Regions from separate parts of the Mus musculus genome. Here region 2 is linked to region 1. A link is a contact called in public ChIA-PET data. All regions are on one chromosome and are shown on one strand. Each heading gives the region's core, a stretch centred on a gene start, on an enhancer-like site or on the middle of the called end of the contact. The rest is flanking DNA. Distances are from core to core; before and after follow the strand shown.

The links. ChIA-PET counts read pairs in DNA pulled down with a chosen protein or histone mark.
Region 2: an SMC1A ChIA-PET map of the G1E-ER4 cell line shows a contact between it and region 1, with 6 read pairs. The contact joins two enhancer-like sites. A contact is called at or near these places in 1 of 15 datasets of contacts at CTCF or cohesin (the G1E-ER4 cell line), 1 of 484 Hi-C or Micro-C datasets (nephron progenitors) and 1 of 9 other capture datasets (pancreatic islet).

What each region holds. Positions count from the first base shown.
Region 1 is chr8:82,386,050-82,389,475 of GRCm38.p6, forward strand. The region is part of intron 1 of Il15 (interleukin 15); the gene reads right to left. Among named protein-coding and RNA genes, the nearest start is that of Il15, 15 kb to the right of the region's middle. Within about 2 kb of position 1,767, at least 19 of the 459 cell types and tissues checked have an H3K27ac peak or open chromatin away from gene starts, as enhancers often do. A contact at or near this core is called in the G1E-ER4 cell line, where this site is marked.
Region 2 is chr8:82,527,645-82,531,070 of GRCm38.p6, forward strand. No RefSeq gene overlaps it. Among named protein-coding and RNA genes, the nearest start is that of Gm25138, 120 kb to the left of the region's middle. Within about 2 kb of position 1,562, at least 2 of the 459 cell types and tissues checked have an H3K27ac peak or open chromatin away from gene starts, as enhancers often do. A contact at or near this core is called in the G1E-ER4 cell line, where this site is marked.

The sequences.
Region 1 (3,426 bases), core at 517-3,016:
ACCCCTTCCTGTTATATTATGCTATCTGCCCCCTAGCACCTTGAATTGTACCTTTGCTCTCTGTCTTATTTCTGCCTCACTACAGGCTGAGAGACACTGCAGCCATCCAATCATGGACTTTAAACTAAACTGTGAATCAAAGAAAATTATTCCTACTTCCCCCTCTGCATTGTTTGTCATATTGACACCAACAATAACAAGTACAACACAGTTTTATAGAATTCATATGCCATGTAAAAGCATAACATAAATCATCCCCATGTAAGCACGGGCCATAGCCTTCTAGGCAAGTAGCATCCAGTATACCCCTAACATTTGCTTACAAGAATTTGTTTCTAAAAAGGCAGAATCTCTGTCTGTGGATTGTTCTCTGAACAATGATAGAGGATTCACCATCTTCTATTATATTCTCATGAAGGCTACCATGTTCACAATTAAGTTACTAAAATAATGGTAGCTTTATCACATTGAAGCTGAAGAATTTTTTATAAAATCTGGATCCTCATCAACATTGTCAGAACTATGAAGGAGATGGGAAGCCAAGAAACATGAATATACATTTTAGTTCTGTCTTCAAGTAGCTTCATGGCCTTAGACAACTTATCTTTGAAATACAGAAATTATATTGGAGGTGACCCTAATTCAGTGTTGAAGTACCATACATAAAGTCATAGTTGACCACCACAGCATATATTGCCAAGTCTTTTCTTTCTTCAGAATATCAGATGTAGCAGCCCAAGAATTTCATCTAATCATCTTCTTTTTTTTTTTCAGAAAAGAAAACACACAGAAATTAAGTGCATTGTATAGATTTACACAGTGAGATAAAGTTTGGGTTCAACAATGTGTTTTGTCCCCCCTGCCCCGGGGCCTTTGCTGTTCCCCAGTTGGTTCTTGATCTGTCAGTAAAGAAGCCTCGAGACAATTGCTGGGGGCTTGGGGGTCGGGGGAGGAGGAATAGACAGGACGTCCAGGTCCCTAGAGGAAAAGAGACAGGTACAACTCATCATGCTTTGGAGAGAGAAAAGCTAAACAGCCATGTGAGGTCTCAGGAGGAATGGCCACTCACACAGGTGGGTGGTCAGGGATGTTTACTAGGGACTAGATGTATCTGAGCCACTAAAGTTTAGGGCAGGTGGGAGGTGCAGAGATAAGACTATTAATAAGGGCACACTTTTCCAGGTGGAAGATAATAGTACCCAGCAATTGTGCCAAAAGGCAAGTTGAAAATGAGCAGCGTATATGTATTTTATCCATGGATTCAAGGAAAACTGGGTGGGGTCTGGTAACACAGTCCATTCCCAGACCTTAGGCAAGGTAGGGAAAGCTACATGCAACACCCTCTCCCCAACACACATTAGTTATCTACTAGAGTTTACTTAGCTACCAAGAATATGTGAGCATTATGCTAGCTGCCCACACAAACTTTAGTTCCGAGATGAAGGCAACTTGTTCCAATTAAGTAGGATTGTGATGGTTAGTCTTGCAACTCTACATGAATTGACTATATATAAAGGTGTACTTATTAGTAGATTTTTGAATTGCTGTTTTACAGCTTATAATTAGCCATCCTACAGCATCAATACTATGATTCAAAATGCTATCACACTGCTATGAATTCAATCTACTGTTTGCAAATAGAGAGCTTAAGGGTCAGAACCAACCAGTGTTCCAGAGTAATTCTCCTTATTCTAACCCACAATAGCTCAGTTATCTAACTTCCTCCTTGACACTTTTGCTAACAGCACTCTCCTTTTTGCACTATCTGGCAGACCATAAGTATCCTGTCTAAACATGCTCTTATCGTTGTCTTCAGCACTTCCTTTAAGGTTGAAACAATGTTCTATCCTCATTAGCTTCCAAGAATATTTCTTCACATTTCTGTATTAAATTCAATATTTACTATACCTTTTTAAGCATACAGTTCTCCAATTTTGAAGGGTCTCATTTATCTTTACTCCCTTTGGAGCTTGACATTAGCTTTTTTTTTTTTTCCCTCATTACTAAGAATGTACTGACAGGTTTTTTTGTTGTTGTTGTTGTTGTTCTGTGTTATCTATTCAGTCTTCAAACCACAATTTGTCATGGAGAATTGTTGTGTCTCTGCTGGGAGATGTTGTATGATCTGTACTAATGTATTATGCTAGCTAGTGATAATTTACTGTTGAAAAATATCATAAACTTACTCTCTAGTAAACTTGCTGAACTCTCTAGTAAGTTTTAGTAATTTCTTGTTTTACATAGCTTTCATATATAAATTATGGAAGTTTACATTCTCCTAGTCACATTTTTATAAATGTTGATTATTACCTGTGAGAACTACTAGCAAATAATAGTCTTCGTATGAAGAATGCAGAATCTAAAGTGAGACCTGAGTTCAAACCCATTCTATCACCTTCTAAATGACAGCACTGAACAGACTATTTGAGTCATATGTGTCAGGGATAAAAACCAGACACACAGGAGAAGAAGATGTTGGATGAACCAGTACATTCCTAACAAGGGCAGCATGTCCTGATGCCTGTCTGTGAAGGAAAACAATGCATTTAAAGTCAGTCATTCTACACCAAGGGTACTCAACTCTAGATTGACAGCTACTAACTGCCCCATTAGATAATACATCTCTGGAGAGTTTCATGATTACTTATGTCTGTCTCTCACATAACTTGGCAGAGAACCATACACAGAGAGAGTGATCAGTAAATAGGCACTATTGTTCAGCAGAACTGCCCTGATGTTAGCCTTCCAGAACTAAAATCCACAGCTTGGAGGACCTAGTTGGTAAATAACAGTGGCTGGGGTTAAGAAAGGCCAAGGTTAGTAAGATAAGTATATTCATGCCAAGTCAAACAAGACCTCAGCAAAATTATGTCTTATGTTTCTTCACAAGCAACCACTAGGGCATTGCTTTACAAGAGATAACATCTAAAGCTATAAACTATAGATTTGTAAATCATCATTGGACTCACACTGTGACATTATAATTCTAAGATGATATATTTAATCTTTAATATTCTTGTGAGAAGAGGCAGTAGATAAATTGCATGTCAACAGCAAGCCTAGTTTTGTAAAGTTCCCTTATCCTCTTCTGTTGAATTGTTTCTAAAATACTTGGCAATGAGAATTAAGAAAACCAAAAGAGCCCTGTTCGAATGAATTTAGAGATTAGGGTTTGCCGTATTTCAATTTCCTTTCATTTATGAAAGCATTTTCTTTGTAATTGCAAATCTGCCCACTCTATAATAAAATGTGGCATAAAATATTAGACAGCCCTGGGTTGGTTTTATTATGTATTCTATATTCTAAAACATTCACATTTCTAATAATGAATCCATGTATTCTGCCTGCATCCTGGGTCAAAGTATGCTCCTAGGGGATTTTAGTTCACTTCTTCATCCTAAAAATAAGGAATACACTAAGATTTCT
Region 2 (3,426 bases), core at 312-2,811, 140 kb after region 1:
ACATGAGCCAGACAAAGGCTGCAAGGTAAGTCAGTCAGTAAATTACTTTCCTGGAGCTCTCACACACACATCAGAGCATGTGGGTGCAGGCTTGTAATGCTACTTATGGGGAAGGAAAGACAGGCAGAAATATAGGGATCACTGGGCATCCATCTAGCCTTTCAAACTTAGCAAACACACACACACACACACACATGTGCACATGTACACAAAGAGCCATGCAAGCAATTTAAAGCTAAGACAACTTCATTAATAATACAAAGCTTATAAAAGCCCTATGTGTAGTACTCCTTTACATAATGGTATAATATTGGCCCTTCCATCAATGGCTAAATACTGTAAAACATTTTACTAGCCAATCAATGTATGTCTTGATTGATTTATACTATATATTACTGCCATTTTCACTATACCTTAGATATTAATTATAAGCACATTTTTATCCTAGAATATTAGTCCTTTTATTTTTCTTGCCCTGGCATGTGTGCTTCGGATATTATATGAATCTCTTCAGAGTTTATGCCATGCTTTTGCATTCCTAACAGATTTTTGTGGCCTACAATAGCACTCCCATTTCACTCTATGTTCCTGGACATTGGGTCATCTTTGTATGTAGCAACTAATACTATTTCAATTCAGATGAATTTATATTTACCCATACATTTCCCTTATTTCAGATAATGTGTAAGCTTCCCAAAAGGTGTGTGTGTGCATGTGTGTGTGTGTGTGTTCATGTAGGTGCATGTTCAGGCATGTTAACGTGTGCACACAGTTACAGAGGCCAAAGTTCAATCTTGGGAGTAATTACCCAGTAGTTATCCAGGAGCCATGTATCTTATGTTTTAAGACAGGATCTCTTATTGGATAGAACTCTCTGAGTCAGGTTGGGTCAGCAACCACTGGTGACCTGCCTATCTGTGATTCTGCAATGCTAGGGTTACAAGCATGCACCACCATGCCTGAATTTTTCCATGGATTTTGTGGAGTTGAGTTCAGCCCTGTTTTGCTTGCTATATGTCTTTACCAACTTCACTATTTTTCCATTAGTTTTATTGTTTTAACCCCAGGATTTTTCTAGTGTGTAGAATGGCATATAGATACATCTTACTAAACATATACATTGTAACACATATTTTTTTTCTTCTTTCCTTTTGTTAACAGTTTTTGGTTTTCTGAGGAAGGGTCTCATTGTGTAGTCTTGACTGTTCTGAGACTCACTTTGTAGACCAGACCAAGCTTAAATAAGTCAAACTAAGGGCTGGAGACATTTCTCCTAAGTCTTATAGTTAGTAAACAAAAGTCCTGGAATTTGAACTCAAGTTGGCTTTTGTGTTTAAACACATTCTTGTATAGCAGCTATCACACATACCACCTAAAGGAGTGAATGCAGATTCTTCCAAGACCAATGACAGAACTGAAGTAAGCAAGGGTCTACGAAAAACCATGCAACGTATCATAATGCACAAAACATTGGTGAGTTGTCATACCCTTTTAAATTCACTGTGAGGTGAAGTCTGGCATGAGGTCAGGTTCCCCCATCTTAGACCCAGGCATTTCCCTCTCAAAGTGTCCTTCAAGATTCCCTATCCAGGGGTGACCTGGACTCTTAACTCAGTTAAAGAGAGGTTAAAAAACAGCACATAGCCCAAGAGTTAAAACATATGCTCTAGAGATAAGCAAAGAAGTACGATAACATAAGTCACAGCTGCTTATCCTGTGAGGCCAAAATGTCTGCCATGGAAACAGGAAGTTCATCTGTGAAGAGACAACTCAATGGGGGACTCCAGTGAACAGCCTCTTCTGTCCAGTCATCTGCTAAATGTTGTAAACTCACGATTGATGTTATATTTGTTTGCTCTCATATCCAAGCGATTACAGTCATATCTAATGGATGCCATAGGCACATAGTTGATGATGTTTTTGGTGTCTGCCTGATGCTTCTATCTACTGGATATGTATTTTTTAACTTTTGTTTGCTGTGCACTTATTCAATTCACTCATTCCAAATTAAAATATCATCCCCTGTACTGCAGAGCACACAAGCAATACATATGGATTCTTGTAGTCTTTGCTGAGCTTGTCGAAAGACAAAAGAACTGCTGGATTAGTTCACACACATGTACACACACACATGCACACATGCACACACACACATGCACAGATTCACACATACACATGCACACACGCACACATGCTCACATGCATGTAGCCCTGGTCACCTGCTTAGATCTGAGGCTGCCACTATCTGGCTCTGGTGCACCCTTGTCAGCCACCTTAGCATCAGAGCTATCCCTTCTGACCCTAAAAGGTGTTCAATTACTGTAACCTGAACAGAATCAACTGCATTATGTTCTTCCTTTTCACAATGGTCTGATGACTCCCCTACATCTGAGCTTCAAAAATCTTCAATGTACTGAAAAGAAATTCCCTGCAGACACTTTTCCAACCACATTTTAAATTCTACACATTATTTTGAGACAGCCAAGGTACAGCCACCTTTCCTGGTCACTGGAAAAATTTAAAATTATTGTTAAAGCACTGCTAAACTCTGCCAAATCCAGCAGTGTTACAATAAGTTTGTTTAAAGTTATATTGTAGGTAAAAGTTTATAAGCTGCAAGCATATATAGAGTTCTAAGTCTTCCTGCTTTTCCAGATTATTCGGAAAAGGATAACTATTTTTGTTCTCTCTTCTCAAAGCCTGCCTTTCTTGACACTCTAATCTTTCCCAGAAATATTCAGCCTTTCTTATTCAGTCTCCAAATCTTCCTTGCATGCCCTGTGGCTCTGTGGCCAGCTTACATGACACAGCTGTTCCCCAATCTCCTCTGGGTTGATGATAAAACATAAAGCAGCTTCCCTTTCTTGGGATTTTTCCTCTTCTAAGCTCTAATAAAATTGTCTGTGTGGCTTCAAATAAAATAAGAATAATAAAATAAAATGAAATTTAATGTTGTAAGTGCTTCTTCTGCTGGTTCATTTCCCTATAAATAAGAAAAGACACCCGATGGGGCAATTTGATTTCCTAGTTATCCACTATTTGACTCTCTTGATGCTTTGAAGAAAATGATCATCAGTTTAACAGCCAAGTAGACCACCCTCATGGCCAGCCACAGCCATGTTGAACTCTGCACTAAGATTTTAAGGAAACCATGGAAATATTTCAGCCAAATATCCTGGCTTCTGAAGGCACATCCCTGGAGAGGATTAACCAAAACAATTTGTACCAGACTTTCAGTTATCACAAATATCAGTGAACTCTCAATGACCCTGCAATTACTTCTACCTTGGGAACAGTTATCCTGGTATAGGAACTATTATAAACCATGCTAACAGGCAACACTGTCATTCATCCAACACACAAGCCTGGATAACTGTGATTGATGCTAAGAGGCAAGGCTTTTATTGGTTCAAATAAGTGACTGTG